Linked DNA regions of Mus musculus: regions 1 and 3 are each linked to region 2. The links are chromatin contacts, called in public HiChIP or PLAC-seq and promoter capture Hi-C maps. All regions are on one chromosome and are shown on one strand. Each heading gives the region's core, a stretch centred on a gene start, on an enhancer-like site or on the middle of the called end of the contact. The rest is flanking DNA. Distances are from core to core; before and after follow the strand shown.

Region 1 (2,700 bases), core at 6-2,505, 440 kb after region 2:
GAATTGTATGTAGGACATCTCGAAAAGCAGCCAGAGCCCTTTACCACCAATCCTAGCACTTTGAACAAGGTTTCTCTATATAGCCCTGAGTGGCCTGGAACTCACTACATACGTAGACTAGGGTGGCCTGGAACTCAAGAGGCCAATCTGTCAACACACCCATCTCTCTCTGTCTCTCAAGTGCTGGGATTAAAAGCATGTGGCACTACATCGGGCAGATTACTTCTTTCAAAAACTTAAAAAAAAAAAAAAAAGATTCTTGGGTTAGAGAGATGGCTCAGTGGTTAAGAGCACTGACTGCTCTTCCAGAGATCCTAAGTTCAAGTCCCAGCAGCAACCACATGGTGGCTCACAACCATCTGTAATGAGATCAGACGCCCTCTTCTGGTGTGTCTGAAAACAGCTACAGTGTATTCATATACATAAAATAAAAAAAAATTTAAATAGAATTCTTCAGAAGAATCCTGCTATTTCTTCTAATGGATACATCCCTAGATCTGTGTGTGTGTGTGTGTGTGTGTGTGTGTGTGTAACCCAGGGCTTTCAGCATGTTAAGCAAAGTTTTCTATACTTGAGCTACAAATCCAGACACTAGCCTCTTTTCTTGAAGTTCTTGTCAAATGCTCCTACTCTCACCCAGTGATCGTTCCAGAACATGCTGACATTAAGGGATAGGGTTTAAAAAAAAAAAAAAAGTGAAGCCAGGCGTGGTAGTGCACGCCTTTAATCCCAGCACTGGGGAGGCAGAGGCAGGTAGATTTCTGAGTTCGAGGCCAGCCTGGTCTACAGAGTGAGTTCCAGGACAGCCAGGGCTACACAGAGAAACCCTGTCTCGAAAAACCAAAAAAAAAATGTGGGGGCTGGAGAAATGCTCAGCGGTTAAGAGCATTGACTGCGCTTCCGAAGATCATGAGTTCAAATCCCAGCAACCACATGGTGGTTCACAACCATCTGTAATGAGATCTGATGCCCTCTTCTGGTGTGTCTCTAGACAGTAACAGTGTACTCACATAATAAATAAAGAAATCTTTAAAAAAAAAAAAGTAACCACCTGGGGCATTCATTTTCTTAAGTTTCTCTATTCAGAACAGCTCTAACTAACTGTAGACCGTCGCCCACTGCGCTGAACACTCCTCTCGTGGCGAGAACGTCAGGCTGGACCCTGCCACGGGGCGAGCGGATACGTGCTGACGTCACGCACGCACACAGGCACGCACGCAGCGCCCAGGAGACTACGGGCGGGGCCGGCGGGGACCTGAGGCCGAGGGACAGCGGCCCGAGCCGGGGCTATGGCGAAGCTCCTGAGCTGCGTCCTCGGCCCCCGGCTCTACAAGATCTACCGGGAGAGGGACACGGACCGGGCCGCGTCCAGCGTCCCCGAGACTCCCACTGCCGTCCCCGCCGCCTCGTCCAGCTCCTGGGTGAGTCGGGTTCCCCCCGGCGGAGAGCATGGTATGGTCCAGACCGCGCTGCGCTGCGCTCGCCCGGCGCGCCCACTGTGGGAAACGGGGGAGCCCGCTTGTCAAGTGGCGGTCGCGCACGCAGTCCGCCTGCGGGCGCTTCCCGGCCCCCTCCCAGTCACGCAGGGCCCAGCCGCCGCCTCTCTTTACGGCTTTGGAGGAACTCTTCCTCACACCCACCACCACGCTTGCTTTTTTTTTTCCCCCTCCGCGTCCCCCGAATGGCTGGTCCCAGTTGAGTTTGGAGTCCCCTGCGCGCACTGGCTTTTGCCCACCTACTCCCAATTTCTCCCAGGATCTGTTGACTTTCTCTTTAACCTGACTTTTCAGTTTCAAAAATGACTTCATGTCATGTATTTACTTGTGCGCCTTGTGCCCCCAAACCTAGCCTGAAAACCAGGGTCTTGCATTCAGGGTGGTAGTTTGCTCTCCAAAATGTTTTTGTTTTTATTGGTTGCAAATTATGTTTAGGAGGCTTTCCGAAGTGCCCACACTTAGCGACATTTTTCCCGGAATCGACTTACATCAAATGCTATTCCTTCCCTCTTAGAATTGTCATGGAGTCTCTCATTTTCAATTTTACTCCTCTCCCCATAGTGACACAATCATATCTGTATGGAGTTTCAGGGGAAAAAAAGGACCGGTTTTCCAAATGCTGCTTTCACTTTTGCTTCCAAGCCTAGCACCCCGTGATTGCTTTCAGGGTGAGGGGTGAAATGTCAGGGGGGGGGAGTTGAAGCTTCAGCAGAAACAGGAGTATCCCAGGAGAAATGGCCACAGAGGCTAGAACCAGGTGACACAGGTTAGGGCTTCTGGAAGGGAGGAAGGGCCTGTCAGCTGGCAAGGTCCTTAACAGGCCATCTGTTTTGGCAGGATACGTATTATCAGCCTCGGGCCCTGGAGAAACATGCAGACAGCATCCTGGCACTGGTAAGTCAGTCCCAGCATCTGCCAGTCAAACCCAGCCCTGGAGAAGGCAACACCCCAGGAGGTGAGGGGTGCTCTGGGCCCTGTACAGCAGAGCTTGCACAGAGGACCAGCGTATCCCAAGTGCCTACCGTTGGCATTCTCCCTTAGGAAGTCCCCTTTGTGTACCATAAGCTTTTTCCAGAGCAGTTTGAGCCCTAAGGATAACAAATTTACCTTTGGGATCGGCTGCAGGTCTCTGAGTCTTGCAGTCCCTAGTGACCTATCCTCCCTGGCAACTAACTTCTGTGGCTGCAGAGACAGCTGTTCTCCC
Region 2 (2,782 bases), core at 110-2,609:
TGGATCCTCTGCACCTCTTGCTAAACTCAGACTGGATTCCTTCACCAATGGCCGGGACTCCTGGGAGATGGAGGCTATGGAGAAGGAGGCTCTGGCCAAAGAAGAACACAGAAGGGGTACAGAACTGTTTCGAGCTGGGAACCCTCAAGGGGCTGCCCGATGCTATGGACGGGCTCTCCGACTGCTGCTGACGTTGCCCCCACCCGGCCCTCCCGAACGAACTACCCTTTATGCCAATCTGGCTGCCTGCCAGTTGCTGCTAGGACACCCCCAGTTGGCAGCCCAGAGCTGTGACCGAGTGCTGGAGCGGGAGCCGGGCCATTTAAAGGCCTTATACCGAAGGGGGGTTGCTCGGGCTGCCCTCGGGGACTTGGAAAAAGCCACTGCTGATTTCAAGAAAGTGCTAGCAGTAGATCCCAAAAACCGTGCAGCGAAAGAGGAGCTGGGGAAGGTGGTCATTCAGGGAAGGAAACAGGATGCAGGGCTGGCTCGGGGACTGCGCAAGATGTTTAGCTGATTAAAGGAGACAGGAACCCGCGAACTGTGGTCTGTGTTGTGGAATTTTCAAGGGCCCCGAAGGAAGTTGTTTGAACTCGTATCTCGTTCTGACCTACAGGGAGTTAGCGACGGTGTCAGTGAGCCACTTGGTGGAGGGAGTCCCGGGAAGCGTATCCACCTCCGAGGATAGGAGAGGTTGTCTATTTGGGACTGGCTGTGGCAAACGCCAGAACTTCCGGATGTCAGGGAGTTGCATCCCAGGGAGGTGGAGTTACAAGTGGTTGCGTGTCGCCAGGTGTGGGTGCTGAGAATGTAATCCAGACCCTTATAAGAGCAACAAGCACTTTCCTTTTGGGTGGGAGGGTTTGAGACAGGGCTTCTCTGTGTAACAACCCTGGCCGTCCTGGAGCACACTTTGTAGACCAGGCTGAGATCCGCCTGCCTCTGCCTCCTGAGTGCTGGGATTAAAGGCGTGCACCACTACCGCCTAGTCGCAATAAGCAATATTAAACTGCTGAGCCATCTCTTATCCTAAATGCTGGAACTTTGCTCATTCGTTTATTCATTAATAATTCATTCATTATGCGTGTGCCTTCATGAGTTTATGGGCACCACATGGGTGCAGATGTTTGCGGACAACTGCTCAAGCATGAACACTCTAGCCCAGATGCCGGAACCCTAAGTGCTAGGAACTACATTTCCCACAATGCTAGTTTCTGGGGCCTGTACGGCGCACGCACAGTCTCGCCTGGATCGGTAAAGCGGCTGACCCGTGCCATTGGCCCGGCATGCACAGTCATTGCTCCTTCGTGTCACGTGTTCACCAACTAAGCCTCTGACTGGTCATCAGGACTTCCGGGACGCCGGTTTTCCTCAGCGAGCTCATGGATTTGCCGCGGCCGGGAGGAGGCGGGCCGGGGAGCCGGCTCATGGTGGGGGGTGGGGGGAAGATGGCGGAGCTGATGCTCCTCAGTGAGATCGCCGACCCGACGCGCTTCTTCACCGACAACCTGCTGAGTCCGGAGGACTGGGGTGCGCGGAGTGGGGCCCCGGGGGAGGAGCGGGCTGAGGCTCGCCATGGGCCCGAGGCACGCGGGAAGGCAGCAGAGGGTGAACGAGGAAGGCTGGGCGGACGCCGAGCCCATCCTCCGAGGGAGAGCGCAGCGGGACTCGCGCTTCCCCGGGATGCGGGAGGAGGGAAGACCTTGGTCTCCCGTGGGAGCACGGGGCTGCCCGGGGTCAGGGGAGAGGGGCTGGACGCCTTAGGGTGTAAGGCTGAGCGAGTGGGCGGGCGGTGGGTCTGGCCCGGCCGAGCCAATGAGGGATGGAGCCGGGGCTGGCGTGCCACCCTCCTGACACGCGGGCCTCCATGCAGACAGCACCTTGTACAGTGGCCTGGATGAAGTGGCCGAGGAGCAGGCACAGTTGTTCCGTTGCGTGGAGCAGGATGTCCCGGTATTGCTACCTCAGAGTTTCTCTTATGACCCTTGGTGGTGGGAGGGCGACCCCAAACTTGGAGTCATTGCCAAGCCACAGAGCTCATCAGGGTGTCACCCCTGCTCATGTTAAACTCGAAAATTTCGAGGAGAAAGACCAGTTTCAAAAGTCCATTGGTCTAATTGGCTCAAGTTTTATTTTAGAGGCGCACCCGGGACTAGCCAACTAAGTCAGGATTTTAGAGAGCAGCCCCTTCTGGCCTTTTGGGATCCTTCTTATGGGGTACAGATAAAAGACTGACAGCTGTGTGTCTACAGGGGCGAGAATAGGTGGTTAGTGGTTGTTAGTAAAATACAACGAAAGCAAAAGAGAAACATTTTTTTCTGTAAACTATGGAGCCTTGACACAGTGGGCGTCTTAATTTGCAAGCTGTGTCGCTCCTGTTTTGCTGTCGTACTTTCTCACCTTCCTGCCCGCTAATATGTCCCACTGCTTAGTTTGACAGCAGCTCTCTGGATGTGGGGATGGATGTCAGCCCCCCTGAGCCCCCTTGGGACCCTCTACCCATCTTCCCAGGTAAGGCGCCCTTAGGATTCCCCTCATCTTTCCAAATGCCCTTCTCTTCCCACTGCTTCCCAGAAACTAACATCCCTGTGTGCTCCTCCCTGTGATCCCTGGGGTGTTGTCTGCCCTTACTCTCCTGCCCCACCTCAGCACCACGCTACAGGCAATGCTAGGCTCTGCTCCTCCGTTACTCATTTCTGCAGTGTTGGTTTGGCACAGGCAAGACATGGTCTCAGCCCCGAGCCTCGTCCCCAGCCTCCCTGCTTACCTCGGAACTTTTCTC
Region 3 (2,727 bases), core at 210-2,709, 350 kb after region 2:
TAACCCAAGTAAGGTTATGGGGTTCATGGGGCATAGGACTAGTTTGGACCACACCTATAGAAATCAGCAGAGTCAAGATCTGCAGTGTCTTAGCTTTAGGGAATCTTATGGTTGTCATTGGAGTCTTGATCCCGTCTGGGGCACTTGGCAGCATCTCCCGTCTAGTGATCGAGACTTCATCACCTGGTTGGAAACAATGGTGGTTAGGTGTTGCATAGATCTGCCATGTTTGGCCCAATCCATTTCTGTACCTTGTAAAGGACCTGTAAGCACTCTTGTCTACAGCTGGCATGAAGTTTTTCTGCCTGATTTCTCTCTCCGTGTACTTTTGAATAATACAAAGACAACTTTACACAGTACACAAGAGATTATCCCAACAGGCCTTTCTCCCCCAACCCCCCTTTCTTTTCTTCTTCTTTTTTTCTTGGTTTTTCGAGACAGGGTTTCTCTGTGTAGCTCTGGCTGTCCTCGAACTCAAGAAATCCGCCTGCCTCTGCCTCACACTCATAAGTGCTGGGATTAAAGGCATGCGCCACCACTGCCAGGCTAGCAGTGGCCTCTCAAAAGCACTGCGAACTTATGTTTTCCCTCTAGGTTTGAGCTTTAGTAGACCAGCTGGAGTGCTTCTGCCTTTGGGTCCCCTGCCCTTCCTTCACGTGACTCCATGTCAGGCAGTGAGCGCTCAGCACCTAGAGCCCCTTTCCTGTTTTACCTGGGTTAGATCCGAGGATCTTCCGCGAACTGGCGGTGCACTCCGTTACCAAAAGCCTGACATGGCCTTGAGCACACCCCATCAGTACGCTTTCTAAAAGCATAAGATAAATACAAGCAAGAGACGCGGAACGCACGGTGCATTTACCAACGCCAGGGAATTACCAACCTTTCATTCCCTACAGCAACAGCTCCCAGCAGCCAGGCACTGCTTGTGAAAGACCCCCAAGCTGGGTAGTCAATCACTCTGAGGAGACCCTCCCAAGGATCAGCGAGGCCACGATTCGGATGCAACAGCAAAAGGCTTTATTGGGAACACGGGTACCCGGGCGACTCAGTCTATCGGATGACTGGCGCGCCGAGTGTGGAGTACTTACCCTTCTTATAGGGCTAGGGCTGGGGGGCAAAAAGCGCGGGTACAGAAGCGAGAAGCGAGCTGATTGGTTAGTTTAAATAAGGCTTGGGGTATTTCCCGGTCATTTGGGGAACCTGAAACTGAGGTGGGACTTTCCAGAAACTGTTGCTGGTTTCGCTTTATCTGAGTACCATCTGTTCTTGGCCCTGAGCCGGGGCCCAGGTGCTTGACCACAGATATCCTGTTTGGCCCCTGTCCCGGTATTATTCAGCCTTATTCTTTAACTAAACTTCCTTGTAACTTTTGAGAACTCAGCTCTGGTACTTTATCATGCCTTGCAAAATGGCGTTACTGCAGCTAACTTGCTAAGCCTTATGGTGGGGTCTTTCACTTGGAGCAGCCCGAGATTCTGCAGCTCGCCCTGCAAAAGGCGGAAACCTGGGACCAAGCACGCACTCCAGACACTAGGGCTTTCGTTTTCCCGCGCTCTAGACACGAAGACCCCGGGCTGCCCGCGGCGGCGCCTGACCCGAGGGCCACGGGCTGCCCGCGGCGGCGCCTGACCCAGACCCAGGCTCGTCCCGGCACGCGGGTTCCCGTCTCCGTGCTGCACGAGCCACTCTGGCCCCTGCTTGACCCGTCCGGCAGCGGTGGGCCGCGCACGGACCCTCGGGATCGCGCACGCACAGGCGGGGCCCGGCAGCCCTGCGAGGACCCGAGTCCGGAAACGTGCGCTGTCACAAAGGGGGGGACACGTGGGTGCCGCTGTCCCGGCCGCGTTCTCCCGCAGCGGGAGAGCTGCCTCCGCTGCCCGCCACCTCCACCCCGGCCGCCCTGTGGGGCCGCGGCCGTAGCCGGCCGAGTGTGATCGCCGCCTTCAGTACGTACACGCGGCGCGGCCTCCCCTCTCCAACCCGAGGGGGCGGGCGATCGGGGTCCCGCCTCCTCCTCTAGGCGCTGCTGGCGGCTGCTCGGCCAGGCCTAGGGTCCGGCCGGGCGCCTGCGTACCTTGCAGCACGTGCTCAGGTCCCCTCCTCAATCTGCCGGGTCTCTCCTCAGGTCACTGCACCGCGTTCGGACCCTGCACAGCCATGTCCATCCTCTACGTCTCTCCTCACCCCGACGCCTTCCCCAGCCTCCGAGCCCTCATCGCTGCCCGATACGGGGAAGCTGGTGACGGTCCCGGGTGGGGAGGCCCTCACCCCCGCATCTGCTTGCAGCCTCCCCCGAGCAGCCGGACTCCATTCCCTCCGCCTCGCCTGCCCGCCCTGGAGCAGGGACCTGGCGGCCTGTGGGTGTGGGGGGCCCCGGCTGTAGCTCAGCTGTTGTGGCCTGCAGGCCTGGGGGGACCCGGGGGCAGCCGGGCAGCTGTCCTGGTCCAGCAGTGGGTCAGTTATGCTGACACGGAGCTCATACCCGCTGCCTGCGGGGCGACCCTGCCTGCCCTGGGACTTCGAGGTCCTGGTCAGGATCCCCAGGTGAGAGGGAAGAAAAAGGGAGAAATTCTGACTACACAAACAGGATTGGGAAGAATCCCACGAAAAAAGTCGGTTGTCAGGCGGTCGCATCTCTGCCTGCCACCTGGTGTAGTAACTTTGGGAACACTTTTTCTCGAGCCTTGGTCTTCTATGTCTGAGAATGCAAGATGATGAAATCTCTTC

Evidence for each region. Promoter capture Hi-C pulls out the DNA fragments that hold promoters and counts their contacts. HiChIP or PLAC-seq counts read pairs in DNA pulled down with a chosen protein or histone mark.
Region 1: a contact with region 2 is called in a promoter capture Hi-C map of liver, with 5 times the contacts expected there. The contact joins the promoter of Abhd16a here to the promoter of Atf6b in region 2. A contact is called at or near these places in 8 of 39 promoter capture datasets (the 3T3-L1 cell line, cranial neural crest, embryonic stem cells and 4 more), 1 of 484 Hi-C or Micro-C datasets (muscle stem cells) and 3 of 9 other capture datasets (adipose tissue, liver and pancreatic islet).
Region 3: an H3K4me3 HiChIP or PLAC-seq map of embryonic stem cells shows a contact between it and region 2, with 11 read pairs. The contact joins the promoter of D17H6S56E-5 here to the promoter of Atf6b in region 2. A contact is called at or near these places in 3 of 39 promoter capture datasets (liver, neural stem cells and second pharyngeal arch cranial neural crest), 2 of 484 Hi-C or Micro-C datasets (B cells and embryonic stem cells), 4 of 115 datasets of contacts at active chromatin or transcription factors (T-cell acute lymphoblastic leukemia, embryonic stem cells, memory CD8 T cells and 1 more) and 3 of 9 other capture datasets (adipose tissue, liver and pancreatic islet).

The regions. Positions count from the first base shown.
Region 1 is chr17:35,088,036-35,090,735 of GRCm38.p6, forward strand. It overlaps Abhd16a (abhydrolase domain containing 16A), which reads left to right and starts at 1,256. Exons shown (of 20, transcript NM_178592.3): 1 at 1,256-1,421; 2 at 2,334-2,390. The coding sequence starts at 1,290.
Region 2 is chr17:34,645,787-34,648,568 of GRCm38.p6, forward strand. Atf6b (activating transcription factor 6 beta) reads left to right here and starts at 1,360. Exons shown (of 18, transcript NM_017406.4): 1 at 1,360-1,530; 2 at 1,874-1,953; 3 at 2,433-2,511. The coding sequence starts at 1,428. Fkbpl (FK506 binding protein-like) reads left to right here. Exons shown (of 2, transcript NM_019873.3): 2 at 1-1,031. The coding sequence ends at 517.
Region 3 is chr17:34,999,287-35,002,013 of GRCm38.p6, forward strand. D17H6S56E-5 (DNA segment, Chr 17, human D6S56E 5) reads right to left here and starts at 1,460. Exons shown (of 2, transcript NM_033075.3): 1 at 881-1,460; 2 at 1-183. The coding sequence starts at 887. It overlaps Vars (valyl-tRNA synthetase), which reads left to right and starts at 1,621. Exons shown (of 30, transcript NM_011690.3): 1 at 1,621-1,946; 2 at 2,126-2,544. The coding sequence starts at 2,158.